Linked DNA regions of Mus musculus: region 2 is linked to region 1. A link is a contact called in public HiChIP or PLAC-seq data. All regions are on one chromosome and are shown on one strand. Each heading gives the region's core, a stretch centred on a gene start, on an enhancer-like site or on the middle of the called end of the contact. The rest is flanking DNA. Distances are from core to core; before and after follow the strand shown.

Region 1 (4,807 bases), core at 1,356-3,855:
CATCTTTAGAACTCCCTAGAGGGAGTTTTGGCAATATCAGTTGTGGACTTTTTGTTTGTTTTCTGTCTTTGACTCAGCAAGAAAGGCAAAGTAGATTCCAAGACAAGGGCTGCTGCTTTCCTTTGTCACATCTTTTTATTTTTGCCTGTTGTTCTATCCTGCCCCAGTGGGACTTGGCGGTTGAATTCAGTGAAATGCTGGGGACAGTGAAAGGAGCGGTGAGCCGCTGCTGCAGCAGCCCTTGGGTCTCCTCTGCAGAGCTCAGCTTTGTGGGTGTTCTCCTCTGAAGGCTTGCGGAGCTGGAGGAGCTTCCTCCTTTTTTTTTCTTTAGATATTTTCTTTATTTACATTTCAAATGTTATCTACTTTCCTGGTTTCCCTTCTGAAAACCTCCTCCCCCTATCCCTTCCCCATCCCGCTGCTCACGAACCCACCCATTTGCACTTCCTGGCCCTGGCATTCCCCTATACTGGGGCATAGAGCCTTCACAGGACCAAAGGCCTCGCGTCTGGCATTTGTTGTCTCCTCTAAAGACTGGCATATGGATAACTGAAGTCTTTCACAATGTAGAGTGAGTAGGCATGGACATCACCCAAAGCTACAAGCTCTTTGAAGAAGATTCAGCCTGCTGTTTATTACGGTTCCAAACTAGAAATGTCTAAATGCGCATTAGTGGGCAGAATGGATACAAACAGATTGTCTATTTGTTTTCATTGCTAAACGTGGAAGAAATATTTCAAAATACAAAATATCATGAGAGAACAAAAAAGAACGAAGGCGGTCCAGTATCTACCATCCAGATTTAATGTATTTTGTTTTTTTCTTTTTTAATTTAAGAGCTAGAATCTTCCATCGATAGCGCTTTGTGCTGGGAGTGGAGTGGAGTGGGCAGGTGGAGTCATGGTTATTTTGCTGCAATCCAGAAGTGGGATGACTTGAGCTTTCTCAAGTCATCTTCCCTTGACACCGGGCAAATTACCTGTCATTGGCACCAAACAGAACAAACCAGATTAGCCGTAGATGAAGGGTATGCTCACAGTTCCTGCGTGCTGTGAAATCTAATGCCTTGCAGTCGGTCATGGTGAAGGACAAAATGCCTTTTCTATTGAAGTGTTTAAACCAAAAGTCTTTTTCCATCAGGTTGTTGTGGAGATATCTTAAATGTTTTGATTGTGTTAATGTAGAAAAAAATGGATGAGGGTAATCTTGGCGCTCACAGTGACAGCTGTCATTGTCAGGAGGGACACAGTCCCTGTCAACTCCACCTCACCAGCTTATAAGGATGCAATGTGTTGAGAATACAGTTGGCCTCGGGCCAAACTCGAGTCCACTCCAGTCTATGTTAGAAGAATCTTTCCCAAGTTTCTGTTCTTTAGTATTAGCAGCAATGATTGATTTTTTTGTGGCTCTCCTTGTGACTGCTTGTCATAGGGCCATGCTCAGTGAGACTGGTTCCTTGTCCCTACTGCTTGATCAGTCATTACCCTAAGTTGCTAAGGGCAGAGCCTTAAGTCCTTTATGTTAGACTTCACCGTAATGGATGTTGGTGACTGTCTGCAAATGAACAAGCAGCCCTGGAGAAGGTTATACTGTGAACAGCAGAGCAATAGTTCAAAACTCCTTTTGACTGGCATCAAAGCCTTAGGTGCTAACCAGTCACTGTTCCCTCCTCACCCTCATTACTCTGGTGAGCACGATTAGCAGAGCCCCTCAAAAGTGGCTAAGGTTCTAGTAACAGTTTCCTGAGTATTTCACAGTCTTGCCTGATTTGGCCCCCTAGTTTCTGTGTTAGTTGAGGCTGGATTGAGATCCTATTTCACAGAAAGTCTGTCAGACATTTTGTTGAGCTGCAGATTGAACCATGATCTTTTAAACATAGTTTCTTGTTTTTCTTCTGAGTTCCACTTGATCCCTGGCCACTTTGGATAACCTTTAACCTCATGTTTAACGTGAAGATGAACTGTTTCCTCATCTTTTAAGTTGGAGACATACCTCACTTCCTATCTACCACTTGTCACAGCTTATAGAGGATAAATGGGCAGGACAGCCTTAGAAAATCCCTGTAGCTATGTGGCACTTAAATAGACTTGTATGAACTAATAGTTTCTTGTTTGACTATGTGGTCACATGTAAGTCTATGGCACTGATACTCTGTAAAGTTACATATTTTAGAACCCAAAAAGGCCTCATGACCCTATGTGAGATTTTTATTATTTGTCTGTGTGTATGAGTACGGTGTATTTCTGGAGTCATAGTAGCTGATGGAAGCCTATTTTCGGTTGCTTTGAGGTTGCAGCTGCTCCATGGTGGTTGCCTGTCAAGGGAGCTAATTGGAGACACCCAGAGGGTCCGGACTCCAGTATTCTGCACAGGTGAGTCTGGTCATGCCCTGTTGATATGGTTTGTTCCAATGAAAATTTCTGTGCTCTTGCAGAACTCAGCAGCTCTCTTCATATGTAAAATGAATGGCAGGTATAATCAGCCACTCTTGGGAGGGCAAGGAGATGATGGGAAATAATGTATATGAAGTCCTAGTCACAGGGTCTGCTCACGGAAGGCCTTGACTAAACGGACTCTTTCCTGCTTCATTTGGCTTCAGAGTTCCTCCTCACAGATTGCCTTGCTTTGGACAGGCTCTCACAAATGTCATGACACATTTACTCAGAACAGTCTAGCCACGAATGTGTCTTTATGTGAAAGAAGACTGTCACTCTTATGGATACTAGTTGTGTCCTATCAGGTGGCCATGTGCTTTTTAGTCCTGGACTGATACACTTAGAAGCCAAAATCTGACTAAAACAAAAAACAAAACAAAACAAAACCCAGAGTGGCAGTACGTCTCCGGGGTGGCAAGGAGGTAATTATCTTAAGCAAAAATAGAGATGCACATTATACCCTGGGGACGAAGGGGGGTTTCAGTTATGACTTGGCTTCCAACAGCCAGGAAGCTGTTCGTCTAACCCCATTCTTCAGACAGGGCTTTTGGCCTTTGTTTCTAACTACATTCAAGGTTATTCCCCTTAAAATCAGGGAACAGGGAATATATATATGAACTTCAGCTCTAGAGACACAACCCCCTTGATAGATACAAAACTTTTTAAGGTCTGAACTGGCTTCCTCTGTGTAGAAATGGACGGTGAGGTAGAACGTTGCAGGATCCTTGAGGACCTGGGGTGGACTTGTTCTCTAGATCTCAATTTTACCTTCTTTTCCAGGTGCAAAGTTGGTTAGGAAAACCCAAAGGAGACTGCATTTTCATTGGTGGTGCTAAGACTTGAACACATAGCCATCTGTTTTATGACCGAGCTGCACTCCCAAACTGGAATATACTTTTAAATTTATGCCCTAGACTCAGAGCTACTCAGGAACCTTTGTGGAGTAAATTAATGAATGTCCTATAGGAATTCAGAGCTGCATGAGGAGTTAGGTGGGCCAGTCTAGGTCACCTAAAAGTGAGTGGTGATTTCAGCTCCAGTGACTTCCTCCATCCTCTCAGGAAAGGCTGCTAGTGTGAGGCAGATGGTGCTAGCTGACCCTTAGTAGGATAGCAGAAACATGCAAAGTTAAAAGCTAGGTGTCTGGAAACAGGCTAAGGGTTTGGCATGTCTTTTAGGGACTCACAGATGTGTAAGGGAGTAGATGCCAAAACTACTGTGTAAGCCCAACAAAGTTCTGGTTTACTTTGCATGGAGCTCTGTGGAATGTACAGATTATAAGCTGAGCCTCTGTGGGCCTTACATGTCTGCTGTGATAGTCACTGGAGGCTCTAAGGTGCCCCTAACCATTTTGCAAAATGCGGAAGGAGCCAGAAGCCTCTGCTGATGACTCTACGCAGCTGAGCCAATAGGGGCAGAGCTTCACTGTGCCTGCCATCCCCATGGAATCTGTGGGCCTCCAAGGCTACAAAGTGAAGAGATGCTTGAGTGCAGAGAGGCTGTGACCCATTTGGGCATCTAAAACTTCAGAAGTCCCCACTGCAGAGGACAGGTGTGTCGCAGCTAGGCTTTGAAATCATGACTGTGGTCACTTTCTGAATCTACCTCCTGCTTTCTGTTCAGGCCGTTGTCTCTTTTAACTGCGCGTGTTCCTCTCTAGGTCAAATCATCCGGTTCTCCATGTTTCCTGGAACGATGCTGTTGCCTACTGCACATGGGCGGGCAAGAGGTTGCCTACTGAGGCAGAGTGGGAATACAGCTGTAGAGGAGGCCTGCAGAACAGGTACTCAAACACAAGGCCTTGCCTTGCCCTGCAGTGTGTTGACATTCTCTTCTACACCTTCTTCCTCTGCTCCTCCCTTCTCCCTGGCTCCCTGGAACTTGCTGTGGTCAGGAAGTTGATTAATAACAGCTGGCTTTTCTTCTTCCTTGTGAGGTGCTTTGGTGACACTAGTGGGTGAGTCACAAACTTTTTACAGTTCCTAAAGCCAGGTATGGGACCAAATGGACTCTGTAGTGGCAGAGTGAGCGCTGGCCACACACCCGCTCCTATGTATCCCTCCTCAGAGCTGCTTGGCAGGCTGCCCTGCTTTTAGCATTTTCTTATTTTGGCTGTCTTCTGAAACCACGGTATTCTCTGCTTCTGCAGCCATGAGACAGAAAACTCATGTTTGGGTCACATCTTCTAGGAAAAGCTCCTTAAAATAGACAGGGCTTAAAACAAAGTGTGGTACGCAGTGCCTGCTCATGTTACCATATAAGTCCAGAGTGATGCCTTGTGTCTCCGATCTCTAGAAGGCCTCTTTCAGTCATATCATTTATCTCAGGCCTTCTCAGTGCTGAGGAGAGACTGACGTTTTACACACTTGACA
Region 2 (4,983 bases), core at 1,237-3,736, 560 kb before region 1:
GGGATTTATTTCGCTCATTATTCCAGGTTGTACCCATCACTGCAGGAAAGTCCAGGCCCCAGGAATTTGAAGCAGTTAGTCATAGCACGTCCATAGTGAAGAGCAGAGCACAAGAGCTGACACATGCACTGCCTACTGGGGTTTAAAGCTCTCTCAATTTGATCAGATGAGTTTCTTGTCTCTTTCTTTTTTTTTTTCTTTCTGCTTTTGGTTGCTGTTTTGATTTTTCAAGACAAGGTTTCTCTGTATAGCCCTAGCTGTCCTGGAACTCACTCTGCAGACTAGATTGGCGTGAAATTCACAGAGTTCCATTTCCCTCTGCCTCCTGAGTGCTGGAATTAAAGGCATGGGCTACCAATGCCAGACTGCTTTTTCTTTTTATTAGGATATCTTTTATGTTTTCTTTGACAATGTCATACATATAAGTAATGTATATTGACCTTATCAACTCCCAGCTCCCCACCGCCCCACTACTCTCCCAACATCCCCCCTTCCCACCTTCATGTTCTTTCTGTGTTTTCCTTTGTTTGTTTAGCCAAATGAGTGCTGCCTGCGGGGGTTTTGAGTGAGTTATTGGTCTGCCTTTGTACAGGTCTTGTGTACAGCTGCAGAGTTTATAAGTGCAACAGCCTTGTCTGGTTGCCGGAAGATAGCCTTTCACAGAACTCCCCCCTTGCTCCAGATCTTACATTGTTTCTGTTCCCTCTTCTGGAATGTTCCCTGCGCCTTCAGAAGGAGGAGGTTGTCAGGGCTTGGAGTCTAGTTCATATCCAAAGGGGAGGGATTTGTAGCCAGAGAGCCTGTTGGGATTGCCACAGTTGGTTGGATGTATCTTCTGAGAATTCAGAACATCCCCAAGTTGTATCGATATCTTTGGGAGCCTCCTGGTGGGAGGCTGGCAGGTGGCAAAGGTAAGGTGAGGCTCAGCTTCAGGCTCCTTATCTTCCTAACCAGCATGCTTTGTCACCAGCCTCAGAACTTGTGCCTTGGTCTCACCCTTGGTGTGTAAAGAGCCTAGTTTCATTCTGTCTAAACCCTACACCAACTTCTCCATTTTTAGGTTAATTGTCAGAGATGGGAAGGAACTCAAAGGGTATGTCCAGATAGACAGCCTGCCCCAGATTTTATGTCTGACTGTACCGCTGTGGGAAAGTGAATTAGCATCTCTGGGCTTCCATTGCTCATTTGTCCAGCGGTAATACAAACCTTCTTCTCATCATTCTTGCCACAGTTTGCAAAGATAATACATGCAGTATGTTTGAACTAAAACCAACATTCAGAAACAGGGATTCTTCATTGGGACCCCTTCTTCTGAGCCAATCACTGAATTCTAGCCCCCATCCAGCATAAGTGGCCAGCCAGCCAGCTGGGCTGCATCCTCACCTGGGATGGATAGACAGATGCTGAGAGCCATACACTCTCTTTCCAGTGGCTGGGGATGCTGGTTGCCAAGTTCCAGAAGGCAACGTACAGAAACTCATGGCAAAGCCAAAGCTGAGAGTCAGAAGTCCAGAGAGGCTGGACTGCAGAGGAACTGAGTCCTGGCTTGCTTAGAGGTAGGTTGACACTTCTAACCAAACGAAGAGTTCTGAGAACTGAGCAAGGTCTCAGAGATAATTCTGAGTCACCTGCTTAGAGGCCAGACGTCCAAAAAGATCTCCAAAGATGATCTAGAATCTAGGAGTGTCACTCAAAGATAGAGCTCTACTCAGGGTGCACAGAAGCTAGGTTGGCTTCCATCTCCAGTAGTGCAGAAGAGGTCATGTAATCCCGGAGCCTAATAAACCTCCCCCAACACACACACTTAAAAAGTAGACTATGGATCTCCAGGAACCCAGGAAGGAAGGAGGGAGGGGGCAGGGAGGGAGGGAGGGAGGGGGCAGGGAGGGAGGGGGCAGGGAGGGAGGGAGGGAAGGAGGGAGGGGGGGCAGGGAGGGAGGGAGGGTGCAGGGAGGGAGGGAGGGAGGGAAGGAGGGAAGAGGAGGGGAGGGGGAGGGAAGGGAAGAGAAGAAAAGGTCTTTGAATCTGTAGGGTCACTGCACAGACCCTGAGCCCCGCCTCCCCCCCCAGCCTCCATCTGAAACCCTGAAGTTTACTTTCTACATCAGAAGTCACCTTAACCACACCTTTGACACCTGATCTTCTCTCCTTAGCTTGAACCACAGCCACCTGACAGAGCCCAGAGGCCAGTTCACTTCCCCTTGCTCTGAAGACACTTCCTTAGGTGCTCTGGTGACGCTCCCCCGGGAGGCCCTGACCCCTGGGGGCTCTTTCCTCTGTCGGGCCTGCATACTGAAAATGGTTTTCAAGTGCTGCTCAGCTATCAAGTAAACCTCCTCAATCCCTTCTGACTGTTTCTCATGGGACCTCATGTCCAGCTGGTGGTATGCCTAGAATAGTTAGCCTGCTGGTGCAATTTCAGGAGAGACAGGAAGTCTCAAGTTAAAGAGCGTTTCTTAAAACACACAGCAGGGGCTCATGACAACCTCTTTCCCTCCAAGGTAGCATTTCCTCTGCCAAAGGCACTGTTCTTACGTTTTCCCCTGTAGACTCCTACACAGCGTTGGAGTCTGAGAAGGTGTTGATTGTCAGCTGAAGGGTAACAAGGAGCAAGACGGGTGCCTTGCACTTCAAATCGTTGTACCTGAGAGAATGAACCTGGGGATTGCCAAGAGTTCAAAGCAAGCCTGGGCTACAGAGTGAAAACCAATCACAAAAGCCAAAAGGACGAACCCATTCTTGAGGATAACCTTAAACTATTGATCCTCCTCACTTCCTCGCCAGAGTATCGGCCCCTAATATTGCAATGCCAATTCCCATGGGGAAAAAAAAGTCTGTTTTAGCATGTTTTTAAAAACATACAGGAGCTAGGCAGTGGCAGTGCACTTCTTCTTTAATCCCAGAACTCAGGAGACGGAGGCCGGTGGATCTCTGAGTTCAAGGCCAGTTTGATGTACAGAATGAGTTCCAGGACTGTCAGGGATACACAGAGAAACCTTGTCTCAAAGAAGATGGAGAAGGAGGAGGAAGAGGAGGAGGAGGAGGAAAAGGAAGGAAGGGAGGGAGGGAAAGAAAGGAAGAAGGAAAAAGAAAGAAAGGAAGAAAGGAAGGAGGGAAGGAAGGAAGGAAGGAAGGAGGGAAGGGAAGGGAAGGGAAGGGAAGGGAAGGGAAGGGAAGGGAAGGGAAGGGAAGGGAAGGGAAGGGAAGGGAAGGGAAGGGAAGGGAAGGGAAGGGAAGGGAAGGGAAGGGAAGGGAAGGAAGAAGGAAGCAATCAACAACAACAGAGCCATATAATCCTGGTGATGTAGCTCAGTTGACAGAGTACCCAGCATGCACACTCTGGGCTTCCTTCCCATCCTTTCATAAACTGACAGTGCAGGTGTATGCTTATAATTCCAATACTCCGGACAGGAAGCCAGGAGGATCAACAGTTTAAGGTTATCCTCAGCTATATATGGAGTTCAAAGACTGCCTGGACTACATGATGAGATCCTATCTTCAAAACAGTGAGTTAAGGGGCTGGAGAGACGGCTCAGTAGTTAAGACTACCAGTTGCTCTTGAAAGGGACCCAGGTTTGGTTCCTAGCACCCACATGGCAGCTCAATTATCAATAAATTCAGTTCCAGGGAATCTGATGCCTTCTAACCTTCATGGGCACAAGGTATGTACATGGTACATATGCATAAATGCAGGTAAAACACTCATTCACTATATATATGCCACATAGTTCCAGGTCAGCCTCTTCTATGTAGTAAGATCCTGTTTCAAAAAAAAAAAAACAAACAAACAAACCTACACACACACACATACAAAAAAACACACACACCATTTAGCAGGTATGGAATTCTACTACTTGCTTGGGAGGCTAAGGCTGGAGGACAGACGCTCCAGATCAGCCTGGGCTACTACAGCAAGGCCTTGTCTCAAAGCCATAGCAACATACTAAAAGGACAAATATAAAGAGGTGTTATGAGATGGAGAGATAGCTCAGTGGTTAAGAGCACTGACTGCTTTTCCAGAGGTCCTGAGTTCAATTCCCAGCAACCATATGGTGGTTCACAACCATCTGTAATAAGAGTGGATGCCCTCTTCTGGTGTATCTGAAGACAGCTACAGTGTACTCATATACATTAAATATATACATACATACGTACATACATACATTCATACATACATAGAGATGTTATTAGAGTTGATCTGCGCCAGGGCTTGGATCTGTATCCAAGGCTTACAACACCAAGGTTGAGCACAGTTTCTATGAGTTTCTGAAAGAAAATACAGCTATCTTTGCTACTGGCCTTCTGAGCCCTGGAAGGACAGCATTAGTGCAGATAACTTTTATAGACTCTTAGCATTGCACTCAAGACACAGGGCCACCTCCTCCTTTGTATGGAAGCCTCAGAGAGGACCTGGTTTAAAAACAGCCCAGCTGTCACAGATTAGAGATGACATCATTTGCTATCTGAGTGAGCAATGAAGGAAGACCCAGGTCTCTGGAGCTGGAGCAATGAGGTATGGCTACCAGTGGCCGAACAAACTGTAGTTATCTGCTTCCCATTTCTCTTGCCCAGAGATACTCTCACACCTTTTTCTCAACCCAGGCACTGCTGTTGGGTGCCCTTGTACTGAAAAAGGAGAATCTGGGAAGCAATGAACTAAAGAGACCAGTCTTGGCTGCTTTGGAGCCAAAGATGCCACCAGAAGGGAACTTGGCCTTGGCCTCTGCCTTGTACTTTCAGAAGCACATGTCTGATGTTCTTATAAAATGCCTCAGATGTAAGTAGCAATAACATTCTTTTCCTCCTCTAGTATAGACGTGGGACTCAGACCTCACATATGCTGAGTGAGTGGTCTACCACTAAGCAACATACAAGGAGAACCTTGAATTCATGATCCCATCTCAACCTTTTAAAAAAAGCCAACTATTTAAACTATACTGGCAGATGCAATGCATATCTTTTAATGTTTGAGATAATATCATG

What was found. HiChIP or PLAC-seq counts read pairs in DNA pulled down with a chosen protein or histone mark.
Region 2: a contact with region 1 is called in an H3K27ac HiChIP or PLAC-seq map of large pre-B cells, with 5 times the contacts expected there. The contact joins two enhancer-like sites. A contact is called at or near these places in 4 of 15 datasets of contacts at CTCF or cohesin (the NIH/3T3 cell line, large pre-B cells and pro-B cells), 2 of 484 Hi-C or Micro-C datasets (bone marrow-derived macrophages and nephron progenitors) and 2 of 115 datasets of contacts at active chromatin or transcription factors (T-cell acute lymphoblastic leukemia and large pre-B cells).

Annotation. Positions count from the first base shown.
Region 1 is chr6:108,152,524-108,157,330 of GRCm38.p6, reverse strand. Sumf1 (sulfatase modifying factor 1) reads left to right here. Exons shown (of 9, transcript NM_145937.3): 4 at 2,290-2,372; 5 at 4,096-4,218. Among named protein-coding and RNA genes, the nearest start is that of Sumf1, 31 kb to the left of the region's middle. Within about 2 kb of position 2,605, at least 28 of the 459 cell types and tissues checked have an H3K27ac peak or open chromatin away from gene starts, as enhancers often do. A contact at or near this core is called in pro-B cells, where this site is marked.
Region 2 is chr6:108,715,099-108,720,081 of GRCm38.p6, reverse strand. Gm35359 (a long non-coding RNA gene) reads left to right here. Exons shown (of 3, transcript XR_377955.2): 2 at 1,430-1,556; 3 at 2,154-2,551. Among named protein-coding and RNA genes, the nearest start is that of Gm35359, 14 kb to the left of the region's middle. Within about 2 kb of position 2,486, at least 45 of the 459 cell types and tissues checked have an H3K27ac peak or open chromatin away from gene starts, as enhancers often do. A contact at or near this core is called in pro-B cells, where this site is marked.